Regions from separate parts of the Astyanax mexicanus genome. Here region 1 is linked to region 2. Evidence: chromatin contacts called from public Hi-C data. All regions are on one chromosome and are shown on one strand. The core of a region is the stretch at or near the end of the contact, and the rest is flanking DNA. Distances in the headings are between cores, read along the strand shown. Region 1 holds the start of rtf2 (replication termination factor 2). Region 2 overlaps eya2 (EYA transcriptional coactivator and phosphatase 2).

Region 1 (6,297 bases), core at 3,284-5,783, 120 kb before region 2:
ACTTTCTATATTAATGAGTGCACTATTTTTAACACGCTATATTTAGCAGAAGCGTGCAATTTGGGACACAGACCCTGTTTCTCATTGGCGCATGCTGTTCCAGCCCTAGTCGCACATGAATGAATGGATTCATTTCAAGGAATCTATTTCTGTCCAGATCATCCCATTCCTCCTACCACTTATTCTATACATACAGATTTAGTGTAGGTCGCATATCTGATGATAGACAGCTTTCTTAGCAAACATTTCAGCTAGCCACCTGCACGAATGTTATTTGTGAGTGTTTCTAATTTGTTAGTGTTCAAAACATGACCATACAAAAGAAAAGCTTTTTAATCTGGCAATTAATGTTTGTAGTATGGATAAATTAATTCACTAGGGGGCAGCATTTCCTATCTATTTTTAGTAGGGGAAAAACAAACTAGACACTAGAATAATTTTTACAGACATAAAATAATTTAATAAACCCTTTACAAAAATATATTGCAGTAGTAGACATTACTACCTACAACAGCGATTTTATACATTTACACAATAACATCTGAGAAAATAGTTTTTTGTCAGATCATGATCATATGTTATGCAATAATATCAACATTTATTTTTTTATATTTATTGTAAAAGTACCCTAAGATATGGTTAGATTATTTTGGTGCCATATGGATTATCAGGTTACAACTTTTTTTGCTGTTTGTAGGAAAAGAAAAATTGACACTGTTCTTATTTCCCATAAAATAATATCAGATTGTATCTGTCCAGTATCATTTATTTTACTTTAATCCTGAATATATTGAGTGCATTTTTAGTATTATGACATGTCAGATCAGTGACTTTCTTTACAATCTGGTAAAAATCTTAATTAGGGGTGTCCCATATCATATTGTATGCATTAATATTTCAAATAAAGTTAAAAATAAAATTAAAAAATATTAATTTTGCTGCAGTGGTGAATTTTTAAAATTAATTTGTTTTAAAATTAAATATTTTGTCATGAAATATTGTGATATTATTGTAGGGCTATATATATGTTTCAAGACATTAAATAAAATTTAGTAATTTGTTGAAAAGATGTTGAAAATGTAATTTGTAATCCGTAAACCACCTAACATAGTACTCTTTACAAGTTACAAGCAAGATCAGATGAATGTTCATCTGTTTGTTCATTGAACAAACTAATTTTTGGCCAAAGAAAAAGAGTTTAAGACATACTTGAGTAACCTATGATTATCTGACAATAACATCTGGCATGGTGCAACAAGCAGTACAGATAGAACTGGGACAGAGTGCTCTTACTTGTGTTTGCCATTCATCTCCAGCCCCACTACAGGACAGATGAACATGGCGCAGTGCATATCCTCATAGCAGTCCCCTTTAGTATTCCTCCTCTCTCCTTCCCAGGCAGGGTTTTCGGTCAGGTTCAATTCTTTCACATCCTGTAAGACAAAAAATGACTCATATATTTTCTTTTAAACCAACGTTTAAACTTTTAAACCTAATATACTTCATAATGGCAGTGGGTCATCTTGGGTATATAGTTATATAGTACTTTTGTCTTGGTAAGATGAATGGTATTGAATGCACTTTTGTGCAGATCACAGTTGGGCCACAGTTGATTACAGGCACACTGAAGTACATTAATGAGGCCCTACAACATATGAGCCTACCAAAGATGAACTTTTACTCCAGCGCACTATTTCAACAGGACAATAAACAAAAAAGTCAATAAAAAAACACTCAAAAATTACTCAATAAAAACAGTCTTTTATTGAATGTATTTGAAAGGAAAACATGTTTTTGCTTTCCTATATTGGCACAGTTTTGTTCTGAAAATCATATGATATAGAAGTCAGATTAACATAGCTCCATTTTCAGATCAGTTTTGTCCTATAGATCATTGACAGGTGACCATGCTGTAGGGAATCCTTTAGTCAGGTCAGGCTGTTCTGCAGTCAGCCTTGTTTCCATTCACTTTCCTTTATTATGGTAAGCTAATGTTGTATTTGGCTGATTTTGCAGTCTTCTAAATTAGGTAATGCTAAAGCTAAAGCAATAAACAATACACAATACACAGACACAATACTAATACACAGACACCCTGCTGTACTTTAGTACTACATCAGACGTTAATTATTATCTTGAGAATGATTATTAATTTATTTAAACAAAATTGTTGTTTTATTCTAGGACTAGACCATAGAACCTTATAGTCGTTGTTTTTATAGTCAAATCGTGTAAAAGCATTTTAGCTTATTGCAGTCAGGTCATAGGCCTATTTATTAAAACAGTTAAACAATAATTAATCTAAAATAGATTCTCTGACATCCTCACTCAGCTCGTCTGGTGAAGCTATTTCCTCACTTTACTTCTATTTCATTACTTTAAATTCTCCAAATATTATAAAAGTAAGTTACTCTCTAGCACTTCTACTGTAACTGCACCTACTCACACTTACAGTAACTACACCTTAAACATGTTGCTTTGGTGAAAATTAACATGCATGATTCACAACTAATCGTCATGTTAGATGAACACACCTGACGGTCAATGACCAATTAAATATATATTTTTTTCTCACCTTGATTCCACGAATATGCGCTACAACCTCGATATTTGGTCTTTCTGCTGATTTATCCAACAGGTACTCAATGAGAGCATCTTTGTTGTACAATCTGTTAAAATAATAATTTTGTCAAAGGTGTCAATAATGAAGTACAAACAATTTGTTATTACTATACATTACTGGAGCATTATTTAGATTACACTATAGGACACTGTGGTGAGCCCTAAGCTTTTGTACTTAATGGCATTTTTCCCCTTATGTTACTTTTACTTTTGTACTTAAAATAGTTTTGTAAAACCAGTAATTTTAAATTTTTACTTGAGTAAAAAGCTTGAGTTGATACTTCAACTTCTACAGAAGTATTTTAAACCCTAGTATCTATCCTACTACCTGAGTAATTAATGTTAATACTGTTGAGTCCTTTGAATTTTTTAATTCAAAGTTTTTATAATTTGAATCAGCTCAACCATTTGAATTTAACAAACCATACATGTACTTATGTATGTATTCATATGTGTGTGTGCGTGTGTCTTAAACAAATGTGAATATTACATAAGATGAACTGGTACTTTTGGCAGTGTGGGCAGTGTGCCAAGTCCTGCTGGAAAATTAAATTAAATTAAATTAAATCTGCATCTCCATAAAAGTTGTCAGCAGAAGGAAGCATGAAGTGCTGTAAGATTTTCCAGGAAAACACTGCACTGACTTTAGACTTGATAGAAGACAGTGGATCAACACAAGCAGATGACATGTCTCTCCAAACCATCACTAATTGGTGGAAACTTCACACTAGACCTCAAGCTGCTTGGACTGTGTGTCTCTCCACTCTTCCTCCAGACTCTGGTTCCTTGATTTACAAATGAAATGTAAAATTTACTGATGATCAGTGATGGTTTGGAGAGTCATGTAATCTGCTGGTGTTATATCAAGTCCAAAATCTTAGAGCACTTCATGCTTACCTCTGCTGACAACTTTCATGGAGATGCAGATTTCATTTTCCTGCAGGACTTGACACACTGCCCACACTGCCAAAAATGCCAATTGGTCTTATATAATATTCTTATTTTCTGAGATAATACATGAATTTAATATAAGACATAAATGATACAACCTTAATATAATGAATATATTAGAAATAAGACTCTTAATCAAACTTACTTCCCAAGTTCACAAGCCACAATGGGCCGCCTGAGCTTCTCCTGGCTCAGGGCGCAGTACTTCCACTTAGCAGCAAGTTCAGCATTTTTATCCACCTGAAATATACAAGATTTAGGTCAAATATTAATCAATACTAGAACGTAATCTATATTAACAGCTCGGCTTTAGCTTATTCTGTCATCACTATAACGTAAAACTATAGGTTATGGCTAGTCGACAAGCTAGGTTAGCTCACCTAGCTATGCTAGTTGCTAACCTAGCTAAGCTAGTGTTAAGTAGCCAAACAAACATGTTTTAAACCAGTGGAAAAATAGTATTAGCTAATGCTAAATAGCTACAAACTGCATACAATTAAACAAATAACAGACTACGATAACTAGCTAGACATTTATCAGGTGTTGTTAAAAGTGTAAATTAAAAGACATAAGTTAGCTAGCTTAAAATGCTAACTTCTCACTTAACTGTTCCAGTCCACCTTAAATAGTATAGCAGTTAGCCGGCGTAGCTAAGTTAAGCTCCATATACTACTATCACACTACTTAAGGTGGAACGGAACAGTTACCCAAGCTACAAGCGTCAAATTCAGATCCCCAAACCAAACATCGCTGTGTTTTACTACCTTTTCCACCTTCTTCGGTCCTTTAACCAGTTCATGCCTTTTGGGAATGGTTCCTCCGTCACATCCCATGCTGAAATACCAAGTTACTGATTTTATAAACTCTTAAAATAAGCTAAATATCCACAAACACACAGAAACGGACAGCTAAGCTGGTTCAGACAGTCGACGAATAAACAAACGAGGAGAGCTCAGAAAGAGGGAGCCTCCGCCTACAGAACTCCGCCCTACCGCCACCGAGTGTTCTCCAGCTAAAATTAACAGTTTGTAAAATGTTTTTACCTATTTTACGTGTTTAAACGCTAGATGGAGCCTAATACTTCTGAATGGTGTTGAATAAACTGTTCTAGGGCTGTATAAAACAGTTGGGGCTGCTATAAACTAATCTTTAATGTGCAGGTTTGATGTCACCTAAAATCATTTGTGATATTTGATAAATGTAATTATTTGTGCAGAAAAATATTATACATATAAAAGACGATAAAAGATTCTAACTTTTGAAATATTAACTACACCTATATATATATATATATATATATATATATATATATATATATATATATATATATATATATATATATATATATTTGCAACAGAGCAGAAGAATATTTAAATCTAACTGACTTGTAGTTATATAACATTTCTTATTCTACTGTATTGCTGTATTGATTGTTGTTTTATACTATAAACTATGGGGAAAAAAATCTTCCAAATTCTAAACAAAAATATTGTAATTTAGAGCATTTATTTGTAGAGAAATGGCTGAAATAGTAAAAAAGATGCAGAGCTTTTAGATCTTAAATAATGCACAGAAAACAAGTTAATATTCATAAAGGTTTAAGAGTTCAATAAATCAATATTTGGTAGAATAACTCTGGTTTTTAATCACAGTTTTCATGCATCTTGGCATGTTCTCCTCCACCAGTCTTACACATTGCTTTTGGATAGCTTTATGCCACTCCTGGTGTAAAAATTCAGCTCAGCGTGGTTTGATGGCTTGTGATCATCCACCTTCCTCTTGATTATTTACAGAGGTTTCAATTTGGTAAAATAAAAAAATATATATATCATTTTTAAGTGGTCTCTTACATATAACCAATAAGATCATTCTTATTGGTTATCAGCATAGGCCCAGAATATTTGGTTTACTTGGTTCCACTGAAAAGAAACCACATTTAATGTTTATATAACTTTTTTTTTTTTTTGTGTGTGTGTTTTAGCAGTGGTTGACAGTACACAAAACATGTAGTTGAGTTAAAATAGAGATACCTAACATTAAATATTACTCCAGTAAAACAGAGGTCCTCCCCTTAGATCCTCACTTGAGTACAAAAGTACAGAAGTACACATGGTGCAGGGTTGTTTGATAATGTTGCATTAAAAGGCTGTCATGCATTATTAACAGTAAAACTGATGGACATAGAAAATGATGACTTTTAAATACTGTCCTCTGTAACCAGATTGTGTGAAAAGGGTTAATAGGTCGCTATATATATATATATATATATATATATATATATATATATATATATATATATATATGTATGTATATATCACCTTGCTTACAGTATCGCAATATACTGTGGTATATATTGAATCATTACTGCTGTATTGTGGTAGTACAGACACTGTACTCTTATTGTACATTATTGCCAGTACACAGACCAATCTGTCACTCACACTGGCTGCAATGGCAAATCTCTCCATTTGAAGTGTTTCTAGACTCGTCATTACAAATTGAAAAAGGGTTATCATAGACTTTAGGAAGGGGGTCTCTGACATTAGTGAGGTCTATTATTAGTGAGCACAGTTCAGCACCATTACAATAATTTTAATCGTTTTAATCATTTGCACTTCTGCTATATTGTTCTTGGCTTCAGTAAAGTGTTCTAGCGGGAAAAAAATGAATTAGTACAGCCTCAAGGCACACTTTATGTAGCAGTTTTCCTGACTTTCAGGATCA
Region 2 (6,827 bases), core at 4,108-6,607:
CTTTAACAGTTTTCATGTTTAATAGATTTAAATCCTAGCAATATATCAATATATCCTTACATTATCAGAAAATATTGTGAATGTTGAATATAGTAACCCCTGTATTATGATTTGAATCATATTGCCAACATCTTGCCAATTCACAGCACTACTAATGATATATTTGGACTGGTAAAGAAATTTATTTATTGAATATTTTTTATTTACCAGTTTTTATTTAATTAGTGTCACAAACAAATAAAAAATGCAAAAAATAAATGTTCATGGGAATAGGCATCACACTTTTTTTATTTATTATTGATACCCTGTCTAAACCATTAACAAAACACATTTATTAACACAATATATATATATATTTTTTTTTTTTTAATTATTAATTAAAGGAGAAGAAGAAGCATTCACAAAAACACATATTTACCATACTGGAGAGCAGAAAATCAGGATAAAAAAAATATCCTGGTTCATGACCAAGTCAAGCTCCGTTTCCTTGTTGATAAATTTCCAGCTCAGCGCTCAGTAAACTCCAGCTGAACACCGCTGTCTAGTCAAGAAGATTCTCGGAAGATTAAAAACAAAGAAAGCCAGAAACAAACCTGAGCACACAATCAAACCAAGCAGAGCTGCAGCAAAACAAAAGCACCAGTGTTCCTGCAATGAGGACGTCCAGACATACACACTTAACCTTATACACACACTACACTGATGTCAGGTTCACATTACACCACTTTTTGAGTCGTCAGTCTTAGTGCTGTTTACACTACATGACTGGTTGTGCTGTAATTGCGAATCCTACAGTTGTAGAACTTTCACACTACATGACTTATTATTAATTTAAAGTTTTTAGCTTTTAGCTTCATTCACCCCATTCAAAGAGGACTCACTCGTTGGCTCCCTCTAGAGTTTAACAGTCATTTTATGATCTAAACAGGGGAAACGGAAAGTGGTCAGACTCTCCATAAACGGCTCTGGTAATGCAGGAGATGTGTTTTGGACCCGTGGTTCTTTCTGTCACCATGATTTTATTGGCTTTAAGTAGCTGCTGCTCCTGACTCCCAGTCGCCGACTGGGTCAGATGTTTAGCATGCCTAATACTTGTTGGGCTGCTGCGACTCAAACTGTCATCAAATGAAACACTGGGCTAAAGTGGTGTAGTGTAAACTAGGCATTATTACTCACATGGTAGCATGCTGAAAGCTCCAATTCTACATGCTGATCTGTGGTGCTATTACCAGCTATTATTGCAAAGGTTCGATACAGTCAATCACAAATTTTAGTTCACAGGAATAAATCAAGGATTTTGAGTTTGGCACGTGTACAGTTCTCTGACAATAAGAGCTGGGAATAACAGGGAATCTCACAGCAAAATATTATCACAATACTTTTCCCACAGCAAAAATATCATAATACTTTGATATTACAACACTTCTGAGGCCAGATGCAAATGCAAGCGAGTTTTATGGTCTTTTTTTTTTTTAAAGAAGACAACAAAAAAACACAAACTGAAAAAATGAAACACACAATAAGAATATGACTAAAAAACAAACAAAGAACTAACAATGAGTAACAAACAAATAAGCAAAATAAACAAACAAACAGACAAAAAACTAAAGGAAAAAACAGAAACTTGCACAAATGTAAAGCAATAACACATTAAAGAAGATTTTAACAGGACAGGGTCAAACAAAAAGCAGGATAAAGAACAAAGGAATATGAGGGGTACATATACAAACTGGGAAACAGGAAACACCTGGAGAAGGAAACAAGGGGTGAGAACACTAATGACTAGGGTGGAGACAAGGGAGGAGACAAGACAATAACAAAACAGGGCCATGTGCTCAAAGAGCAGAAAAGACAAACACAGGCTATGGTTGATTATTTATTGCAAGACAATTCTCTACGGTTCTTCACGGCATTTGGTTACTGAAGAATACAGAATAAAATACTCCAAATTAAGAAAATACCAGGAATTATGGTATTATAGTTTAAGTATTATAGTCAGTTTCACAGAATTTAACAACCAATATTCTTTACTACAGGTTTAGTCTATTCACTTGATTATAGGGCCTCCACGTGGAGTAATGAAGCAGTAACTTTAGTAAGTCTAATTGAGTAGTAAGTCTAGGCAGTTTCGAGCGCCTGTTTCAATAAGAATTTTGATATTTGACACCATGTATCAATAATGTGTCACAAACAAAATATTTATTGATATATCACAAATATCGACATTTCATCCCACCCCTACTGAGAATGCATCACAGCTTTGTTTAAAAAATCATCAAAGCTGCCCTTTTTACACAAGTATTAACCATTTTTCTTGTGTTTTTAGGGAAGGTATTTATGTAAATATATTGATAACTTCCTCACGTATATGTTTCTGCTGTCTGTCTCTGCAGCACGTATAACTTTGGAACGGACGGCTTCCAGAGTCCAGCAGGTGGAGGTGCTCTGTGCCTTGGCTCAGGGGTTCACGGTGGTGTTGACTGGATGAGGAAACTCGCTTTCCGCTACAGACGAGTAAAAGAGATCTACAACACCTTTAAGAACAACGTAGGAGGTGAGTGAAGTCAAGATGAAGCCAATAATAAAAAAAAGGAAAGTCTCCACCTGGATTTAAGTAAGTAAATGATGTGGGGTTGGTTGATGCTGCAGTTGGTCTGCAGGTTTAGGTTCAGCAACAGTATGTACTGAAAGAATGAGGTCAGCTGACTACCTGAATATACTGAATATAGACCAGGTTATTCCATCAATGGATTAGATTATTTCTTCCCTGATTGCACTGGTATATTCCAAGATAACAATATCAGGATTTATGGGGCTGGAATTGTGAAAGAGTTCAGGATTCAGGGAGCATGAGATCATCATTTACACACATGGATTGAGAGAGAGTTCACGAGAGAGTTCACCATAGAGTCCAGATCTTAACCTCATTGAGAATCTTTGGGATGTGCTGGATGGAGAAGAGCTGCTTTGTGCAGTGGTCAGACTCTACCATCATCAATGCTGCTGCAAGATCTTGGTGAAAAATTAATGAAACACTAGATTGAAATAAATCTGGTGCTTATTGAAACAATGCCACAATGAATGTGTGCTGCAATCAAAGCTAAAGGCGGTCCTACCAAATATTAGAGTGCCCAGTTCACCCTTTTATAACTGTCAGGTTTTACCATTTGCATGTTAATCAGTAACTACTAGTGGTGTCCATTGTTTAAAAAGATTACAATCACAATTCATCACGATTAATCACACTTCTTCTTAAAACTAAGCCTTTAATATTGGATGTTTAAATGTAAAAAAAAGAATCAATGTTAGATTGGCAGAATTATATTATATCATTATATTAGGGGTGTCAATTGCTTAAAAAAATAATTGTATTAAATTTTGACTGTAAATCATAATTTATAATCATTTGCAATGTGCAGAGCGCCCTCTGTTGCTGCACACGGGTAATGCAGTTGGAGATTTCTGTTATTTATAAAGTTATTGCTGCTCTTCTGTGTTTTTCATGAAAACTCATATCGCAACTCATAATGATTAAAGTATGAATTATCATACAGCCTTATTCTAGCGCCTGTTCACTATACTGAATGCTACAACCATCTACTTGCATTATAATCCAGTTAAACCTCCTGCAAGAGCCTGTGGCCCTGGAAATTCACAGCTATACATCAGGATCTGGATGCACTATTAAATAGATTTTCTCTAACTGAAGTTTTCGACTTTTCTCTGCTTTGATTGGCAGGTTTGTTGGGCAGTCCAAAACGAGAGGAGTGGCTTCAGCTGAGGAGAGAAATGGAGGCTCTGACAGACCTGTGGCTCACGCATGCTCTGAAGGCTCTGGCTCTCATTAACTCCAGGTGAGACATAGTCAAAATAACAAGAAGCATCTGCTAATGCATGTGTACAACATTTTTTTTTGGTTTAATCCTCACTCTCTTTTCTAAATAGCATTTAGAAAACTAATTAAAGTAGTAGTAGGCTACCTGTCAGGAGTACCATATACTAACATATCTCAAAAAATAAGAATATCATTGAAAAGTTACTTTATTTCAGTAATTCAGTTAAAAACACAGAGTGATCTATTATAAGCGTTTATTTCTTTTAGTGTTGACAATTAAGGCCTACAGCCAATGAAACCCCAAAAATCAGTATCTCAGAAAATTAGAATATTATATAAGATCAATTTGTACTTTTGGCAGTAAGATTTTGCAGGAAAACAAAACTGCACTGACTTTAGACTTGATAATAAAGAACAGTGGATCAACACCAGCAGATGACATGTCTCTACAAACCATCACTGATTGGTGGAAACTTCACACTAGACCTCGAGCAGTTTGGACTGTGTGTCTCTCCACTCTTCCTCCAGACTCTGATCCCTTGATTTACAAATGAAATGTAACATTTACTGATGATCAGTGATGGTTTGGAGAGACATGTCATCTGCTGGTGTTGATCCACTGTGTTTTATTATCAAGTCAGTGCAGTTTTGTTTTCCCACAAAATCTTACAGCACTTCATGCTTCTTCCCTCTGCTACTGACAACTTTTATGGAGACGAGGATTTCATTTTCCAGTAGGACTTGGCACACTGCCCACACTGGCAAAAAGTATCAGTTGGTCGTATATAATAATCTACTTTTCTGAGACACTGATTTTTTTATTTTATTGGCTGTAAGACATAATCATCAACAATAAAAGAAATAAACACTAAAATTAGATCACTGTGTTTAATACATCTATATAATATATGAGTTTCACATTTTGAACTTTTTTTTAAGATGAACTAGTATGTCAACTAGGTCAAAAACTACCCAAAGTGGTCTAATGGTCGTTTTCTTTTTTTGGTTAAGAATATTAAAGGAATAACTTCCATGTTTTTTACTTCTTTTTTTTTATTTACTGCCAAAATATTTTAATGCCTGAAACTCAAAGTTACTTTTCCTTTCTTCCTCAGACCAAACTGTGTGAATGTGATGGTCACCACGACTCAGCTCATCCCTGCTCTGTCCAAAGTGCTGCTGTATGGTCTTGGAGGAGCTTTTCCTATCGAGAACATTTACAGTGCTACCAAAACCGGTATGTGGCTCTTTAATGTACACATCAAATTAGATTTTATTGTTAAATTAACACTGAGATTGATAAACTCCATTAATCACTGTGTTAATTTAACACTAAAAGCTAAAAACTGTTTCCTCTCACTGTCTACTTTTGTGACAATGTAATAGTTTAGACCAATAAGTGGATTAGACTCAAATGGTGAGCTGAGCTTGAGCTGTGTCTGTTTTTGTTGGTAGGTAAGGAGAGCTGTTTTGAGCGAGTGGCTCAGAGGTTCGGGAGGCGGGCGGTGTACGTGGTGATCGGAGACGGTGTGGAGGAGGAGACTGTGGCAAAGAAGGTAAGCTCGATCTGGAGATCGCCGGTTCGAATCCTGTTTATGTAGCTTGCCATCAGCGGTCGGAGCCCTGAGAGAGCACAATTGGCCTTGCTCTCTCTGGGTGGGTACAGTAGATTGTGTTTTTTCCCCTCATCACTTCAAAGGGTGATGTCGATCAGCACAAGGCTGCGTCTGTGAGCTGATGTATCAGAATCGAGTCGCTGCGCTTTCCTCCAAGCGTTAGTCTGACTTCACATGTATCGGAGGAGGCATGTGCTAGTCTTCGCTCTTCTGGTGTTGGGGCATCACTAGAGATAGGGGGAGTCCTAATGAGTGGGTTGTGCAATTGGCCATGTAAATTGGGGAAAAAATGGAAAAAAAAATTTAAATAAAATTACCTGGTTATAAAATATACTTCAGAATTCTTTGACTGTTTGGGGAGGTTCTTTAAGTGTTTAAAAAGACACTTTTAGTGTCTAACTTTAGTGTTTTTTCTCTTAAATCACGGCAATTCGACATTTAAAATGAATTTATCTTCATTTTTGCTGTTAGTTTAACCTTTATATTTATCTTTTTTGCAGAAAAACATGCCTTTCTGGAGGGTAACATGCAGAGCAGACCTGGAGGCACTGAGTCACGCACTAGAGCTGGATTACCTCTAGAGGGCAGAATCTGCCCTTTCTGACTTCGATTCTTTTGCCTCTCGCTATTCATAAGACACAGGCGGTCAACAGTAATCACATGGCCGGGCCAAGAACTGCAGGACCAATCAGCAGGGAGCTGCAAACTTACTGGAAATATGTTTCTTTCAACTCAATCCAACAAAAACTTCTTTTTTCTTTTCTTTGTTTTTTTTTTCTTTCTTTGTCTTTTTTTCTTCATCTGTGACAAGCCTCCGTTTTATACAGTGGAGCGTTGCACTGAAGACAGCGGCCCATCGAAGACCTTGAGAGTGCTTTCAAAGACTCAAAATTCTAGTTTTATTTTATTTTTTTGTGTATTTTGTTTGTTAATATCAGAGACAATCTGAATTAAAGACAAATGTTCATGTATCATTTGTAAAAGGTAAAAAATGTAGAATCTGATTTTGATTTTGAGGGAAAATAATTCAAATATTTATGCTCACATCTTTTTTCTATCAGTTCACCAGAAGCTGCAGTAGTTTACTGTAGATGAGACCTAGATCAGAGAGTAGGCGTGAATAATGCAGAGTTTTGTAAGAGTAAAAAGGTTTTTCTGTACATTCTGTTAACAGTAGTCACTTTTTAAACTGTGAAATTCACTAATATCTTCTAGATTAATAAAGCACAATTGAGGGAATTAGTGTTATGATTCAGAATCAGTTGGGAAAAGCATAGATTTAGCCATTTTTTAAGTTTTGTTTGTTTATTTGTTTGTTTCTGTTTGTTGTATTTTTTTATTAGTAATGCATTAATGATACAAGCATTGATCCATTC

The links. Hi-C and Micro-C count contacts between places; a contact is called where the count stands out from the background.
Region 1: a Hi-C map of muscle shows a contact between it and region 2, with 10 times the contacts expected there. The contact joins the promoter of rtf2 here to the enhancer-like site in region 2. A contact is called at or near these places in 2 of 3 Hi-C or Micro-C datasets (both in muscle).

Annotation. Positions count from the first base shown.
Region 1 is chr5:6,978,168-6,984,464 of AstMex3_surface, reverse strand. It overlaps rtf2 (replication termination factor 2), which reads right to left and starts at 4,533. Exons shown (of 9, transcript XM_007252676.4): 1 at 4,338-4,533; 2 at 3,719-3,813; 3 at 2,576-2,669; 4 at 1,294-1,433. The coding sequence starts at 4,406.
Region 2 is chr5:6,860,956-6,867,782 of AstMex3_surface, reverse strand. eya2 (EYA transcriptional coactivator and phosphatase 2) reads left to right here. Exons shown (of 17, transcript XM_049479489.1): 13 at 2,394-2,554; 14 at 3,740-3,854; 15 at 4,951-5,072; 16 at 5,291-5,391; 17 at 5,952-6,827. The coding sequence ends at 6,032. Among protein-coding and RNA genes, the nearest start is that of LOC103030576, 44 kb to the right of the region's middle. Within about 2 kb of position 5,357, the one cell type or tissue checked has an H3K27ac peak away from gene starts, as active enhancers do.